Linked DNA regions of Mus musculus: region 1 is linked to region 2. Evidence: chromatin contacts called from public HiChIP or PLAC-seq data. All regions are on one chromosome and are shown on one strand. Each heading gives the region's core, a stretch centred on a gene start, on an enhancer-like site or on the middle of the called end of the contact. The rest is flanking DNA. Distances are from core to core; before and after follow the strand shown. Region 1 overlaps Map3k9 (mitogen-activated protein kinase kinase kinase 9). Region 2 has its middle 7.1 kb from the start of Gm20337.

Region 1 (3,938 bases), core at 237-2,736, 810 kb before region 2:
AAGAAACAAGAACAGAAGCAGCTGCTGCCCAGGATCTTGTACTTCTTACCCCCAAAACAAAGGAAAAGATGAGGAGGAGCTTTTAGAACTTAGAAAACTATGGCAGGGAGTAAACAACCTGCACTGGGTCAGAAGACTCAGCCAGGAAGCTCAGCAAGGAAGAACAAAGAGTAGGAAAGAGCAAGTGAGGAAAGAGAAGGGGCTGCAGCCGCTGTGGAGAGGGCTCAGAGCCTGCAGGAGCCTGTCAGGAGGACGGAAGGCCAAGCTTGATCCCCAGGAACTACGTGGAAGGAGCTGGAACCTTTAACTTGTTCTTGCATGCTGTAGCATGAGTACATCTACACACACGTGCACACAAATGCACACACATACACACACAAACACACACACTGAGCACATCTACACACACACACACACACACACACACACAGATAAATACAAATTTTTTTTAAGCTGGAGAACTAGCCCATGAAGCCCATTATAAAGTAATAGGTCATAGACCTTTGGGCTTTGGGGCGTGAGGCCTGAGTGTCGTATGTAGGTGCTAAGAGCAGGGTTTGAAAAGTTGTGGCTCAGTTTCAGGGCTGTAATGTGAAGACTTATTTCCTCTTGATCCTCTGCAGTGAGCATCATGCCATCCTTACTGTGGTAGGCTGGGGTGGATCCTCTGACGTAGAGAACCTGAATAATTATTTTTCTTCCTTAGGTGGATTCTGTCAGGTATTATGGCCACAGGATGCTTAAGTAACTGGTGCAGGCATGCAGGCTGAATCTCCAGATTACCCCTTCTGTAGCCCACAGTCCATATTGCACCGGTACATCAATCACTGGGGAACCCCTGGCCGAGGTCTAAAATGAACATTTTAAAAATATAGTCAGGAAAATGCACAGGTACACCTCAGTCAATAACTGGCCAGGCACGAGGGAGTTCTTGCCAAGAGCCTGGCCCCTGTGCAAGGTTCCTGGACCAAGATGTCATGGATTCTAGAAGGGAATGAGGGTTTTATTCTCCAGGGGTCGGATTCCGCATCATTCTAGAAAAGATGATAGACACTCATACACCCCAGCAGGGAGTGCTTAGACGTACAAGCGGTTGGATTGTGTGCAGTTGGGTTTAGCTGCTGAAGAAGAACTAGCAATGGGGCAGCAGAGAGGGAGAGCTAATTAGCTGTAGCACTGAGGAAACGGAGTTGAGCCTGAAAGCCAGAATGTCTTTCAGGCTCGGGATCACATAGCACGGAGATGGAGAACAAGGCTGTGGCTGAGAGATGTGGACTCTGCTCCCTTCCCCTTTACATCTCCTTTGACGTGGACGAAACAGGGAGTGTCATCTTTCTACTTCTTAGAGACAACTAAAGGACTCAGAAAGATGATGTCAGCGAGCAGCCAAGTTCAGTTACACAGTGTTTGATCCTAACTGAGCAGCTGTCCTGCTATGTAGTGTACAGTAGGAATGTATTACAGTGGAATAGTATTAGCCATGAAGAGGAACATGGTACTAACAAACGTTATAATGTGGCAACCCTGAAAACACTGAGGAAGTGAGGCAGACATCATACTGTAGCTTTCTATTTCGTGAAGTCTTCACCATGGGGTCACAGCAGATTGGGCCTGGGAGGAGAGAAGAATGGGGGGATATTTGCTTAAAGGTTACAGGACTTCCTTGTGGGTGATGAAAATGGCCCGGAACAGGTTGTTTCATATTTCATCTCAACTAACAGCCCTGTACAGGAAAGCTTTCACGAGCCCTGCTGCTGGGAAGACCAGTGCTTCAGAACACTATGACCTGCTACTGCCTGCTCAGGTAGTGACTGGTTTCAGATTATAGTCCCTCTCTGTTGATGAGAGTCGGTCTCTAGGTCATGGAGTACACAAAGGGCAAGGTCAGCTGAGTCTGAGGTGGGTGGGACAGTGGCGAGCAGATGAGACTGGCCTGTAGCTAGCTGTATACCCAATGCTGACAGAGGGTTTGTGGCTGATTCTTACCCCATCAATCTTGCATCTCGTTTAAGCATCCAGATCAACTAATACGAAACATCTGGTTGCACCCTATCCCAGCCACCTAGGGCTTTGGGAGACTGATCTCACACAGTGTATATTCAGGAAGGGGGAGGGGGATTTCCTTAGTGTCACTTGCCTAACTCTTTGAATGTCTGCTGTCCTGTTGTTTTGCCTCAGAAAGTCTGGAAGGGTTTTTGTTGTTGTGGGTTTGTTTGTTTATTTGTTTTTGTCACTAAAGAAGAAGGGTTTGTTTTTTTTTTCCTTCTCCTGTTTTGTATCTGCGTAGGCACCTGGGTGGGGGAAGCCAGGATGGGGAGGGATGTGTCTGGAGTAGAGAGTGTGGAGGAGGAGGGAGGGTTCATCCATTAGGTCTAGGGTGGGGTTGTTTGCTTTCTAGACTCCAACTCTGAAGCTGCCGGTAATCCTGGGGCACACTGCTGTTTTTCTAAGAAGCACATAGGACCTGGAGCTCCTTGGGCCACTCCCCTTCAGTATGTGACAGTTCAGTGGATGGGAGTAGAAGTGGAGAGAAGGGTGTGGCTGTGTCATGGATGAAGCACCTGCTCTCTCACTGCAGAAGGTCTTTACTGTCAGGGTCTGCAATGTAAGGCATCTTAGGTAGGTAAGTGCAAGGAGAGCGGGAAGGCTCTAGGTTGTCTTGGCACACAGGACTAAGAGTTAACTTGTATTGTTTTTACTGGTTTCCCGGGCCCAACTGAATCACTTTTATAATTTAATTGCTACACTGTCTGTAGACGTTTCTTCCTCACAGGGGCGAAGAGGAAACCTTTCTTCTTGCTCTGAAGTCTGTCTCACTAACACAAATTCAGGCAAGGCTGTGTCGGGCTATAGAGGCTATGCCCAGCTATAGAGGCTATGCCCGGCTATAGAGGCTATGCCCAGCTATAGAGGCTATGCCCGGCTATAGAGGCTATGCTCACATAACCGGCTACAGAGGCTATGCTCACACAAAGCCTTTCGAACCATCCCACTTTGGATAAGGAGGTGTGTCTTGCCTTTATCTGGACAGCTTCTTAGTCCCCCACTCAGCAGAGTTCTGTGGTTTACAGTATGGCATCTTAGTCAGCAAGATTTGGGGGTGATTTTTAGCCTGATTATCTCTTACCAGGTTACATGGCTGGAACCACCATATGGGTGTTGGGGCCACCGTGACTAGGAAAGCCAGTGCTTTGGAGTCATCCCTGCACCAACTCCTTTTCCTTGACCATGCTCACTGAGGATGTCATGAGTGTGTGCATGTGTGTGTCTCTGATCCCCCAAACTCCAGTTTGCCAGACATTTATCAACTGGTTAGGGGACTTGCCTGAATTATGACAAAAATCTTAAGAGCCCAAAAGACAGGCTTTCTTAAGAATGTCAGTGGATCTGGGCGTGGTGGCACACACCTTTAATCCCAACACTTGGGAGGCAGAGGCAGGCCTCTGTGAGTTCCAGGCTAGTCTGGTTTAGGAGTTAAGCCCAGCCAGAGAGACCCTATCTCAAAAAACAAAACAACACAAAATAAAGCAAAAGAATGTCAGTGGTGTCCAACCCACAGCATGTGGCCTCATGCGTCTAAGGTAGCTATGAATGTGTGTAGATGCTATCAGTGTCGTGGTGTCACAAGGTGGGTAGGATGTGCCTGTAAGAAGTCACAGAGCTGGCTAGACACTGAACATTTTGATGATCCAGCCTGCATCTCCAGTCCCTGTGATCTGTGGGTGCGTATAACCTAGGTGTGCTTTGATGCAGGGAGCTCGGGTGGCTGCTCCTCAGGAGGGCGTGCATGTCTCACAGATCCTCTGTCACTCTGCAGTAGCTTCCTGGGGTCCAGCCCTGCTCTGTGCAGGTCGAGTACCCTGTATCCCGCATGTGTGGGGCCAGCAGAGTTTCACCTTTATAGATTTGGCCTCTGAATAGTTTTTGGATAGGGATGC
Region 2 (4,131 bases), core at 308-2,807:
GACAGGTAAATAAAGAAAAAGAAAAGAAACATCATCTTAAGCAGAGACAGACAGCAGTAATTCCACCTAATTCAGAAATTGTTGACAAAACTCAAATTCTTTGCAGAGCCATACATAGTGTTTGGTGTTAAATTTTGCTATGAATCAAGACCATTTGATTGATTAAGTCATCTCTCCAGTCTGTCCTTGAATTCATAATTCTCTGGCTTCTGCCTCCAGAGTACTGAGTTTACAGGCATAGGTACCCGAGACTTGGTTTATTCCATGCTAGGGATCAGAGCCAGAACTTCCACCTGCTAAGCACATACTCTATCCAATGAGCTACACTACCATCCCAACACCGATTTCAACTCTTGCTTTAGCTTTTCCTTCTGTCCCACATTTGACTCTAATTTAAAAGAGTCATTTCAGGCTGGAGGGATAGCTCAGCAGTTAAGAGCACTGACTGCTCTTCCGGAGGTTCTGAGTTCAAATCCCAGCAATCACATGGTGGCTCACAACCATCTGTAATGGGACTCTTCTGGTGTATCTGAAGACAGCTACAGTGTACTCATATACATAAAATAGAAAAATAATTCTTTTTTTAAAAAGAAAAAAGTCATTTTGACACATACCAAATACAGATTACCTTCCTAGAAGAGCCAGACTCTGGAATCACTAGCTCTTAGGCCTGCAGGGTTAACTGCCACCGTTGGCTGTCAGGACTTCAGTTTACATTGTCCAGTTCACTCCTGGACAGTTCACATCAGTCACTCTACCTATGACTCAGGAAGAACTCAGGAGTGACTCGGGTGGTTCTGGTTTGAAGTGGTCTCACCCAATTTCCCCATTTAGAGTGAAATCTGCTTCCAGGCTCACCCAGAATATGTGAGCACCTCACCTCAGTCCTTGCTGGCCATTCACTGTTGATCACTGCTCTCACGTGGGCCTTTCTGTAAGCAACCTGAGTGTCTCCGCTGTGTCATAGCTGGCTGTCCACAGAGGGTGCCTTCTAGGAGACAGTGCATCTGAGACAGAAGCTGCAGTGACTGTATTCTAATTTCAGGAACAATGTCCTCACGCACTGTGACTTAGTGTATTCCTCTTCCTAGGGCACCAACACTGTGGATTCCAACAACTAACAAGCAGTTCTGGCGGCTACAAGCCAAAACTGAAAGTGTCTGGAGGGTCCTTCCCCTCTGACAGCCCTGGGGAAGGCCTTCCCTTGCCTCTTCCCAGCTGGTGGTATATGTTGACAATCCTCAATGTTCCTGGCTTGTAGATTTCGGCATTCCAAGCAAATGGTTGCTCTTTTCAGTATGGTATTATGTCATCTTCCTTCTCTGCATGTCTATCTTTGTGTCTAAATTTCTTTCCCCTTTAAAAAGGACCACAGCCTTGTCAGAGCAGGGTCCACCCCTGTGGTGCTGGAGGCTAGGATTTCAGCACCTATTTTGTGAGAACATTATTCAAATGCGTGCCACATAGTTTCTACCATATACCAATCACACGGTTCAGCCTCAGTTCAACATTGGAGGGTAAAACACAGGCAGCAAGAACCAGGAAGTGGGGTGATCAGAGGATACCTTGGAAAGCAGCCAGCATGGTGCTTCCGGCTTCGCTGCAAAGAGGGAAATAGGCTGCCCTGCAGATACTTGTTTCTTGCTGCTGCTCAACTGCCTTAAACAGTATGCTATCCTCCCAAGGTGTGAGGGGGTTTGTTTATTTTTTATGTATAGAAAGGATTAATCAAACTTAGTCCTCTGGATTGAGCCTCGACAATGCTGGAATTACAGGTATACACTACTGGACTCAGCTCTTGAGACTTTTCTGTTCTGTTTTATTTTATTGTTGCTTTTAAAAATAATTTTCTTCCTAGCTCTTGGGAGGCAGAGGCAGGCAGTTTTCTGAGTTCGAGGCCAGCCTGGTCTACAGAGTGAGTTCCAGGACAGCCAGGGCTACACAGAAAAACCCTGTCTCGAAAAACCAAAAAAAAAAAAAAAAAGGTAATTTTCTTTTACTTGTTTGGTCTTTCTTTCTTTCTTTCTTTTTCTTTTTCTTTTTTAATTTTGAGTACACTGTAGCTGTCTTCAGACACACCAGAAGAGGGCACCAGATCCCACTACAGGTGGTTATTAGCTACCAAGTGGTTGCTGAGAATTGAACTCAGGACTCCTAGAAGAGCAGTCAGTGCTCTTAACCACTGAGCCATTTCACCAGCCCAGTAATTTTATTTTAGTGTCTGTGTGCTGTGTGTGTGCTGTGTGTATGTGTGTGTAGGGGGGTATATGTGTGAATGTGTGTTTGTGTGTATGTGGTATGATGTTTGTATGTGAATGCTTATGTGGGGGTGGGGAGTAGGGAGTGTGTGTGTCTGTGTGTCTGTGTGTCTGTGTATGTGTGGTGGGGAGTGTGTGTGTGTGTGTGTGTGTGTGTAAGCATACATATGCCATAGCATACATGTGGCAATCAGAGGACACAGAGGACAACTTTTGGAGTCGGTTCTCTTCCTTCCACTGTGCATCCTGGAATCAAACTCAGCTTGTTAGACTTACGTGGCAAGCATTTTCACAAGCTGAGTCATCTCTAGCCTCTTCTTTGAAACAGGCTTTCACAGAACCTAGGCTCCATTCAAACTTGCCCCGTAGTAAAGGATCGCCATGAGCCATGAGCTTCCCAGGGCAGGGACTTGCAGACGTGCACTGGCAAGCTGAACTAAGACTTTGCTTCTTGACACACACCTGACTGCTTTTATCTTCAGTCCTGCCCTGTCCACAACCCCTTTAATCCTGAACTTTCAAACATGCTCAGCTTACATTTTAGAGCTTAGAATGATAAACCTCCTCTTAACCCATGAAGCTGACCCAATACCACTCCTCAGGCACCACGGCAGTTCCTTGGTCCTTACTTGACAGCTCTCAGTCACCTCTGCTACTTCCTCCCCACCTTCCCACGGAAACTGGTCTCAAAGTTCACCTTCAACCTAATTGCAAAATCCAGTGGCCTCTTCACAACCATCATCCTATCTCGTTAAAACTGCCATTCATCTTATTATGGGATGGCATAGAGCTCGGAGTGTCAGATTAATTAGCCTACTTTGGCCTTTCCCCAACTCTCTAACACCAGTTACCACTCTCCCCTTAAAGAAAAGTTGGAACCAGAGCCCAGAGGTGGCGGCACAGGCCCTTAATTCCAGCCTTTGGGAAGCAGAGCCAGAGGAAAATATTGAGTTCTAGGCCAGCCTGATCTACAGAGAGAGTTCCAGGACAGTCGGGGCTACACAGAGAAACCCTGTGTCAAACCACACACCCCACTCCACCTCCCCTCCTTCCCCCTCCATCCCCCCAAAAAAGAAAATGAAGAGTTGAAACCAAAAAGCTCTTGGTCACACAGCTGGCAAGTGCTGGAGCCTTGAATGAAGCCAGCCCTGTGGCTCTGAGACATTTTCTCAAGGACTTACTCCAGGGCTGTCAAAGCCCTACAGCAGGAGCTGGAGGCGTGACTCACTGGTTAAGTGCCCCGACTGGCTGCTCTTGTAGAGGACTAAAGAGCCAGGATCCAAAGACAAATCTTGACACTCACATGGGGCTAACAGTAGGCTGTAACACCTCCTTGGGTACTACATGAATGTGGAACACAGATATTCATGCAGGTAAAACACCCAGACACACAAACTTTAAAAATCTTAAAATAGACAAAACTTTAAAGTGAACTGGACATGCAGGGGCTGAAGGATAATTCCGAAGTTAAGAGTGCTTATTCCTGGGGCTGGAGAGATAGCTCAAGTGGTTAAAGAGCACTGACTGCTCTTCCGAAGTTCAAATCCCAGCAACCACATGGTGGCTCACAACCACTCATAATGAGATCTGATGCCCTCTTCTGGTGCATCTGAAGACAGCTACAATGTACTTAGATATAATAATAATAAATAAATCTTTTTTTTAAAAAAGAGTGCTTATTCCTCTTGAAGAAGATCCTAGTTTGGTTCCCAGCACCCCAGTTGGATGATTCGCACCAGCATGAGGAATCTGGTATCTTCTTTTAGCCTCTACAACACACACACACACACACACACACACACACGGAAAGAGAGAAAGAAAGAGGAGAGCCACATATATTAAAACATTTTTGCTGGGTAGTGGTAGCACATGC

The links. HiChIP or PLAC-seq counts read pairs in DNA pulled down with a chosen protein or histone mark.
Region 1: an H3K27ac HiChIP or PLAC-seq map of acute myeloid leukemia shows a contact between it and region 2, with 4 times the contacts expected there. The contact joins two enhancer-like sites. A contact is called at or near these places in 1 of 39 promoter capture datasets (embryonic stem cells) and 4 of 115 datasets of contacts at active chromatin or transcription factors (acute myeloid leukemia, bone marrow-derived macrophages and embryonic stem cells).

Annotation. Positions count from the first base shown.
Region 1 is chr12:81,744,184-81,748,121 of GRCm38.p6, reverse strand. The region is part of intron 2 of Map3k9 (mitogen-activated protein kinase kinase kinase 9); the gene reads left to right. Among named protein-coding and RNA genes, the nearest start is that of Map3k9, 35 kb to the left of the region's middle. Within about 2 kb of position 1,486, at least 22 of the 459 cell types and tissues checked have an H3K27ac peak or open chromatin away from gene starts, as enhancers often do. A contact at or near this core is called in acute myeloid leukemia, where this site is marked.
Region 2 is chr12:80,936,282-80,940,412 of GRCm38.p6, reverse strand. No RefSeq gene overlaps it. Among named protein-coding and RNA genes, the nearest start is that of Gm20337, 7.1 kb to the left of the region's middle. Within about 2 kb of position 1,557, at least 152 of the 459 cell types and tissues checked have an H3K27ac peak or open chromatin away from gene starts, as enhancers often do. A contact at or near this core is called in acute myeloid leukemia, where this site is marked.